Regions from separate parts of the Mus musculus genome. Here region 2 is linked to region 1. Evidence: chromatin contacts called from public HiChIP or PLAC-seq data. All regions are on one chromosome and are shown on one strand. Each heading gives the region's core, a stretch centred on a gene start, on an enhancer-like site or on the middle of the called end of the contact. The rest is flanking DNA. Distances are from core to core; before and after follow the strand shown.

Evidence for each region. HiChIP or PLAC-seq counts read pairs in DNA pulled down with a chosen protein or histone mark.
Region 2: a contact with region 1 is called in an H3K27ac HiChIP or PLAC-seq map of embryonic stem cells, with 5 read pairs. The contact joins the enhancer-like site here to the promoter of Pde6h in region 1. A contact is called at or near these places in 2 of 39 promoter capture datasets (embryonic stem cells and macrophages), 5 of 484 Hi-C or Micro-C datasets (LSK cells, cerebellum, extraembryonic endoderm stem cells and 2 more), 6 of 115 datasets of contacts at active chromatin or transcription factors (CD8 T cells, the HPC-7 cell line, bone marrow-derived macrophages and 3 more) and 3 of 9 other capture datasets (adipose tissue, embryonic stem cells and liver).

The regions. Positions count from the first base shown.
Region 1 is chr6:136,952,373-136,956,623 of GRCm38.p6, reverse strand. Pde6h (phosphodiesterase 6H, cGMP-specific, cone, gamma) reads right to left here and starts at 2,101. Exons shown (of 4, transcript NM_023898.4): 1 at 2,045-2,101.
Region 2 is chr6:136,987,997-136,992,429 of GRCm38.p6, reverse strand. No RefSeq gene overlaps it. Among named protein-coding and RNA genes, the nearest start is that of Gm30055, 9.4 kb to the right of the region's middle. Within about 2 kb of position 2,414, at least 30 of the 459 cell types and tissues checked have an H3K27ac peak or open chromatin away from gene starts, as enhancers often do. A contact at or near this core is called in embryonic stem cells and extraembryonic endoderm stem cells, where this site is marked.

The sequences.
Region 1 (4,251 bases), core at 852-3,351:
AGTATTGTGTCAGATCCAAAGTGTTCAAAACTAGGAAGTGTATACTAGACCCTCATGAGAACAAGAAACCATGCGAACAGACATAGGTCTGCAGCATGTGTTCCCTCCGGAGTCCCCTCTTTCCCAGCCTCATTCTGCACTGTAGTGGAAACTGTCATCGGCCCTCATTGGTGGCTCCTTCAAATTCCCCAACTATTAATTTATTTGGTCTCTAAATTCTGCTTCAAGAGGCTTTCACTGAGTCGCTTAGACTTCTCACAGCATGTCCCAGGAATTAAAAATCTTAGGATTTGCACCTCCTCAGCATCTTTCCTCCTCTGGCACAAACTCCCTTTGTATGTTGATGTAGTTTTGAAGGTGTACCTTGCACCTATATGCTTGGACAGTAGTACTCAAGTCTAGTCTTAGGCTTAATGTGTTATGTAAATAGGACTCAGGGCTGGAAAGATGGGCCAATGCTGAAGAGCATGGACTGCTCTTCCAGAGGACCAGAACCCACATCAGGTGATTCACAGCCGCCTGTATCAGCGGCTGCAGGAATATCCAGTGCCCCTGGCCTCAGGTATCCATGGCATCCAGCCTCCACAGACACATGTACACACTTGCATACACACACACACACACACACACACACACACACACACACAGAGAGAGAGAGAGAGAGAGAGAGAGAGAGAGAGAGAGAGAGAGAGAAAGAGAGAAAGAGAGAGAGAGAGAGAGAGAGAGAACCTAAAAAATGAGGACTCCTCGCAGACTTCCACAGTAGGTGGACCCTTGGTGTTTGCTCCATGAAAGACTTCTGCTCTCTGAGCTTGATGGGGATGCTGCAATTTAGAGTAGCTGAGAAACCCAATTGATCCTTACGGAGTTTCTGGAACAGATTTACCCTCTGGGTCTCTGCAAAGCCTTGGGGAAATCAGGACAAATATGAATCTTTCTTTCCTTGGAAGAGAGTCCTATTGGTTATAGACATCACCAAAGGTTGTGACTTCTGGAATATGTGTGTGTCATTTCAGTCCTGGTGTCTAATGTGCCCACACTAAATATCAGACTTGACTTTAGTTCACACTTAGGTCCTTCTGAGTGTCAAGGAATCCATCCCTGTATGAGAACCTATTTTTCTTTTTTTTTTTTAATGCATCCTTCCTGCTTCAGAGATTACGAAATGCTCTTCTGCAGAAAGAAGGGCTGTGTCAAGGCACGATGTGTTGGGTATCCAATGCAACGATGCTCAGCTATGTGGAATTACACAGCTCAACCTTTCATGAGAAATGCACCAAAAAACAAAGCCACTGGGGAGGGATTGCCACAGGCTCTCTGATGCTCCTTCATCACCCCAAAACTCCAGATCACCTCCTCCTCAGCAAAGATAAATAGAAAGATAAACAGACGCATGGTTAATGAAGTGAAAAAGGGAACCAGACAGGGCACTACCATTTCTTCCCCTGATAGGTAAGGCCCATAGATGTTACCCATGGTTTCTCTGAGACAGAGAGATTCAAGTTAAAGATCCAAACAAGAGCCAAAATGAAGCCACTAAAAGACAATCCAGCATGTACCTTGTTTCAGAATAGAGCAAACAAACATTTTGACCTCAGAGGGAGAAGGCAACGTCACCCACGCTGCCCTGCGGTCACCCCAATGCTTGCTTTCTTCCCCACGCTCACACTGTCCCATCAGCCTCAAGGCCATCCCGGGAGTAAAGAACTATTTGTGCTGTGGTTGCCTAATGCCTCAGATCCATCCTTTTCCAGAAAACTGTTTGCCAGGAAGCCACAAACAGGGAGGGTCCTTCTCGGTACCTTGTGAACAACTTCAGCAATCAAGGTTTGCAGTGAACTGGTAATAACCGCATTCCACGCACCAGTTTGTCACATGACATTATGAAAAGGTTTGAGTGTGTTCTGTCCTGAGTTCAACCCCTAAACTCAGGTCAGACCCACAAGATCAGAGTGTTCTCTTCTTGTATGTTCTGTTGTTGTTGTTTTTACAGCCAATCAACCCTCCAACTCATTTAGTTAGTTATTATTGTGTTCATACTTACCACGAGTTAAAATCCCCCAGAGCCGAATGTGTTCCCGTAAGTTGTCTAGTCGCTGACACAAAGATCTTTGCATCCTGATATATATCCCTCCTGCCACTTAAGCCCAGCGTCATAGGCTTAGGGCACCAAACCAGATGCAAGGAAGGTGGGGGGAGGTGGGGGTGTGACTGAGACAGACTTAGGAGTTGTCTGATAAGGATGCTTTTACCAAATGACAGGGGCATCTTCTCGCAGTGAAGGCACATTGAATTCACAGATGCATGAAATGTTGATAGCCCAGGGCAGATGTTCAGGTTTTGATTCAATATTCTTTTTGTTTCTCTCTCTCTCTCTCTCTCTCTCTCTCTCTCTCTCTCTCTCTCTCTCTCTCTCTCTCTCTCTCTCTCTCTCACACACACACACACACACACACACACACACATACACACACGAGGCATAATTCTTATAAGACTGTACATATCTAGAGAAAGCCAACTCTCATGTCCTCTACCACTATAAAGAGTCTGATCACAGAAATGATAAAATGTAAGAGTACAGAATATCTCTGGTTAAATGGCATTGTGTGTACTTCCTCATAGACATGAGACATAAAGGTTATTCATTGAAGCTCGGTGACATTTGATAGGGAATGAGGCCAAGAGATTTCCAGAACCTTAGAACAGGTGATTGAAAACCAATCACTAGATCATACATTTTTATGATCTGTAGGCTGTCATCTAATTACTACAGCTCTTGGCTCAGTCCTCACATGGCATTCAGCTACTAGTATCAATTTGTGTGCTGCCTTACATAAATCTTATGTAGACCTTAGCTCACAGGACACTCAACCATTTTGACAATTTTATCATACAGAAAGTCAGGAACACATTCAAAATTGCTTATAAGGTTGGTATTGGAATCTGGAGCAAGTTGGATACTTGTAAACCCTGGATATTCAATGGTCTCTTGACTATCTCCTAGCCATGCAGATAAGGAAGGAAATGCAGATTCTCTGTCCATTTCTACACTTTGCCTTAGAACTAAAGTGCGCCTTCCTCAGATTTCTACTTGCTAGAGAACTGCACTCCTCATGGTGACAAAGATAGAAAGCCATTTGTCCTCCCAAGGCAAGGAAAGATTCTTAACCCACAGCCCCAAGCAGATTACAAGAGGAGCTTAGCAGCTTAAGAGTTGTTTGTATGCTCTCCCGTGCTCTTTGCCAACATTAGAGCCATCCTGAACGCTACAATTTTTATGTAGAACAAGTAGAGGGTTCAATCCTGGGCTGGGTTCCTCCTCAGAGGCTGCAGGTCCATTCGCATCTCCAGGAACATGATGCTTAGATGATTACTTGATTTTTTTTTTCACTTCCTGAAATGAATTCACAAAGGCGGCGTGGAAAGCTGTAAGGTGAGTAGGTAGGTGTTCCAGAATGCTGTTGCTCAAAGAGCAGCAACCCTGGAGAGTTGAGCAAGCGATAAAAGTACTCGCTGTACGTGCATGAGGGCTTGAGTGCAAATATCCAAAGCCAGGAAAAACTGGGCGTGGTCGAGTGTGTGTCTGTATCCACAGTACTGCTGGGGACAGACAGGATGCACACATAGCTTTGATGGCCACTAGTCAACTTCAGGCTCAGTGAGAGACTCTGACGCAAGGAAATAAAGCAGAGAGTGATAGAGCAAGTACTCTGGGCTCTATGTTCATAGGCGTGCATGCTCACACAAACACACATGTGCTAACAAAACTCACACACATACACACATGCATGCATGCTTGTACAGTACTTCCCAGACTCCTGATAGCGTATATTGGCATTTTGTCTAGGCTCTGCCCCACAGTTACCTGGCAATAGCCGGTGTGTCTGACTCACTATAAAAGGGGCTGCTTGTCCCCTCCCCACTCTCTTGCTCTCTTGCTTTCCTTCGGTCCTCTTGCCCCTTACTCCCTCTCTCTCCATCCCTTTCCTGCCTCTCTCTCCATGTGCTCATGGCCGGCCTCTACTCTACTTCTCTCTCTCTCTGCCTTTCTCTGTCTCTACTACCCTCTCAACTCCCCTTCCCATGCCCTGAATAAACTCTATTCTATACTATACCATCGTGTGGCTGGTCCCTCAGGGGGAAGGGATGCCTCAGCATGGGTCTGCGGAGGCACCTGCTTTCTCCACACTGATTACACCTCCACCAAACATGTTCCTTCTCTCCTTATCTTTTTATAAAACACAACAGGGT
Region 2 (4,433 bases), core at 1,165-3,664, 35 kb before region 1:
GAGGCTCTGTGCTTTTTCTGTTTTACATTCTTTGCAGGGCCAGGTTAACTGGCCTCTGCTCTGCTTGTCTCTACTGGTCATGTAACACGCTTATAAGATGCTTTATAAATTATCTCAGGAGTTTCTCTTTTTGTAAAAAAAAAAAAAGATTTATCTATTTATTTATTTTATGTTTGTGAGTACACTGTAGCTGTCTTCAGACACACCAGAAGAGGGCATCAGTTCCCATTACTGACGGTTGTGAGCCACCATATGGTTGCTGGGAATTGAACTCAGGACCTCTGGGAGAGCAAGCAGTCAGTGCTCTTAACTGCTGAGCCATCTCTCTAGCTCACGAGTTTCTATTACGATGCTTTAGACATTTTGTGCATGTAAGTCAATATTCCTGGAGTCGATATCTGTTAAAGTGAAGCCTGCATTGTAGACAAGGGAGCACTCATTAAAAGAATGAGCCTCGGGCCCATTATCCGAGCTACTTGAGAAGCTGAGGCAGGAGGATCACAATGTCAAAGTCAACCTAGACAGTTCTCTGACATACTAGTTCAAACTGGAAGTAACACAGGATCTGGGTGTGGATTTGGCTCAGGGGTAACGTGCTGGTCCAGCATGTGTGCGGCCTGAGGCACAACCTCATTGGTACAAAAAGTGAAGAAGTGAAGAAAACAAAACCCAAAAACCCTTCACACAGAAGCCTTATAAAGTCGATCAAAGCTGCATGTTTGCCCTGGCTCTGGCCAGAAAAGCCCTTCAAAACACTATTATCTGTACAAACGACTCTTCATTTGATTTCATAAAACTTTTCAATGGGTATTTTCAGTGCTCTGTAGGAAAACAACACTAGGCTTCAAGTTGATTGCTTTCTTTGAGTCAGCAAGTGTTACGTCTTGCATGGAACTTCAACTCCTGGTCTCATAAAAGAACGGAAACAGGGAGCAACAACCCCAAAAGACTATAGTTTCACAAGAAAGAGAGCCTGTGTTGACAATCTGGGGCCTTCGACTAACTCCAGCCCAGACTCTCAGATGGTGGACTCGCTCTGTGACGTTAAGGCAAACGGTTCAGCTCCTGCAGATACAATTTACTGTTTGTTTATAGCTATGTGGCATCAAAGATGCTATGTAAAGCCACCCGACTTTAGTTTCCTTTCCCATAAAATGAAAACCATGGCTTCTTGCAGGGTAGCCATGGCAACAAAAATAAGTTTCTGTATCAAAAGCAGGAAGAACAACGCCTGATGCAGCAATAACTGATATTCATAATTCCTTTAGAATGTGTCTTCCCTTTCATCCTGGCCTTATGCCTTTTCAGGATAAGGAGAAAGTTATCCATCTGGCTATCTCTCAAAAGTACCAAATAAAATATGTTGCTCACAGCAACTGCTCGGTAAAGCTTCCTGACCCAAGTTTCCAAGTCAAGGATAAAGGCTACGTATTATCTAGTTGGTAGGAGTTGTTATTATTAATTTTTAAATATCCAGTTATCTGGGAAAAAATGAGAGAAAGCATCTTTTGGGAAAACATCTGTGGAGAAGACGTTCCCACGAGAACGTTTTTATCAGGTTGGAAAATGCTTTTCAAAATCCCCCCTCCTTGGGGGCTACATTCTTCCCCTCTGGCGACACTCTCTGTTCTCATAGAACAGTCTGGAACATACCCACGCTGTGAAGGAGCCTCACCTTATTGCTTTCTTAATCTTCCTTCCTGCTCCAGGTTTCCCTGAGAACCCTTCCTCCCCGGAGATCAAACAGGAAATTCGTTACTTCATTAACTTTATTGCTTCTGTCTTTGGAAGTCCTGAGGCTTGGGATCGTAATTATATACCATTTATAAATATTATCTCTCAGAGAGAGCTAATAGCTTCTTTGTAATGCACTCTCGTGACTCTGTGGCTGCTAAATTTATGTGTCTGCCACGTCTTAAATAAAGTTTATAAACTGATTCCTATAAAATGATGTCAGACTTTCTGCTCAGATTAGAATCTTTAAGCTCATCAGCTAATCAGCAAGCAGAATTACAAATATAATAGAACATTCTGACCAGACCTTAAAGACCAGGACAAATTCAAAAGTAACCTCAACAAGTGAGATTCAGATGTAGTGTGTGGAGGTCAGTATGCACAGCTTCCGGGGATCAGAGAAGGGATACACGGCTTCCTGGGTGTCAGACAAGGGATGCACAGCTTCCGGGAATCAGAGAAGCGCATAGTTTCGAGGGTTGGGGGCTTGGGGGTCAAAGAGGCGACACACAATAGAGGGTTTAAGGAATTTTAGAGAGGAGTGGGACGGTAGTACAGGGCCAGTAGGTGAAAGTGTACCTCAAGAAGAAATTGTTTTCCACCATGTGGGTTCAATAGAGAGCAGCATTGTGTGTCGATCTCATTTCCATACAAGGAAACGCCCACAAACACTGCTCCATGCCCCTCCCACAAAAAGGGAGGGACAAACAACTTCTGTTTTGGCGGAGATTTGGAGGCGTGGCCTTATCTCCAGGACTGATAACCTGCTGGGAGGACAGAACATTGTGGATTTAACTTAAAAAAAAAAAGGGATCTTCTTTAGTTGAGCAAGTGGTAGCAGTTGTTCCTTATAAAATAAATAATAGCTGCAAAACTAAATGACTTAACATAGTTGAAGTGTTTACAGCAGGCCCTAGCCTGTCATAGGAGACCAATAAACATTTGCGATCATGACATTACTATCTTTAGAATAATTACTGGGAGTATTTTATTCAAACCATTATTTAAGATCTTGCCGTCTCCCATGGCCACCCTGGAATGGCTGAACTGCTATGTCAAGAGATGTGACAGCCTGGGCAGTGGTGGTGCATGCCTTTAATCCCAGCACTTGGGAGGCAGAGGCAGGTGGATTTCTGAGTTCAAGGCCAGCCTGGTCTACATAGTAAGTTCCAGGACAGCCAGGGCTATACGAGAAACCCTGTCTCGAAAAACAGAGGGAGAGAGAGAGAGAGAGAGAGAGAGAGAGAGAGAGAGAGAGAGAGAGAGAGAGAGAGAGAGGGAGGGAGAGAGGAGAGAGAGAGAGAGGAGAGAGGAGAGAGAGAGAGGAGAGAGAGAGGAGAGAGAGAGAGATGAGAGAGAGATATGAGAGAGAGGGGGGAGAAAGAGATATGAGAGAGAGAGAGAGAGAGAGGAGAGAGAGAGAGAGAGGACAGTCGTTGTATGACTCCGATAGGCACAATTCTGCTGGAAGAAGGGAGTTAGTTTTTTTTTTTTTTTTAAGACAAAAGGCCTGGGCTGGAGAGATGGCTCAGCAATTAAGAGCACTGCTCTTCCTGAGGTCCTGAGTTCAATTCCCAGTACCCAAAGGTGGCTCACAGCCATCTGTAATGGGATCTGATACTCTCTTCGGGTGTGTCTGAAGACAGCTGCAGTGTATTCACATACATAAAACAAACAAACAAAAAACCCTAAAGGCCCAAAAAGGAACGAAGATAATTAATATCTGAGATGATGGAAAAGGCGGGGCCTAGCGTTCTGTAGTGACCTGGACAAGTAATTACAAGTATGAGAGAGCTGGGGTCCCTGAGGACTCTTTGCAGTCTCTGGGGCCCCTCTATTCTCAGAATACAAGGAATTTGGACTGTTTTCTTCCTCCTTGGGTCTGTGGCTCTTGTTCTCATCCACGATTGGCTTCGGAGGAGACTTCTAGCATTCACTTCCTTCCTTTAACTGACCACCAAGAAGTCCCTACTCATCAGCTTCCCTACTAACCTCAGAAAGGGAAGAGCCTGGTGGCCTGGTGCTAAGGAGTGAAAGAAAACAGTGTCAAAGTCGCCATGCTCTTGGGGACTTCTGAGCTAGGGTGGGAATGGTCTCCTCTGATCAGTGCAGATCCCCGTGCCTTCTTCTCTGTCTGGAGGTAGAATTTATCAGAGAGTATCATAATTTGTGCAACTTTGTCCTTTTTAATAAGAAAAGGGGGTATAATTGAGGTGGACTAATTAGGGTGATTGCAAGTGAGTGGCTTGTATCTCAGAGGAGTTCCAAGCAAAGTCCTCACATTTGGTGTCACCTACCATGCATGTCTACCTCTTCACTGGGAATGTTGCTGGAGGATGACCATTCAGCTCAGACCTCAGTTTCCTGTTAGTAATCACAGACTCTAAGTTCTGTAACACACTTCAATCATTTGGAGGGTTTGCTTACACAGAGAATGTTGGCCCCACTGTTCGAGCATCTTATTTTGGGTCTAGGTTAGGGCCCAAGAATATTTGCCTTTCCAAATGTTTCAAAGAGCTGCTGGTTCTGTGTCGATGAGCTGTGGGAACCATTCATTTACAGTCCTATCTTGGTCTTCCTGCCTTCTCTTCAAATAAAGAGAGCCTGTGTGCAAATAGTAGGCAGGGGGTGGGGAACGGGAATAAAAAGGCTGGTGGGATTGTGTCACGAAAGACCCACACAAGGTTGGTAGGCTTTAG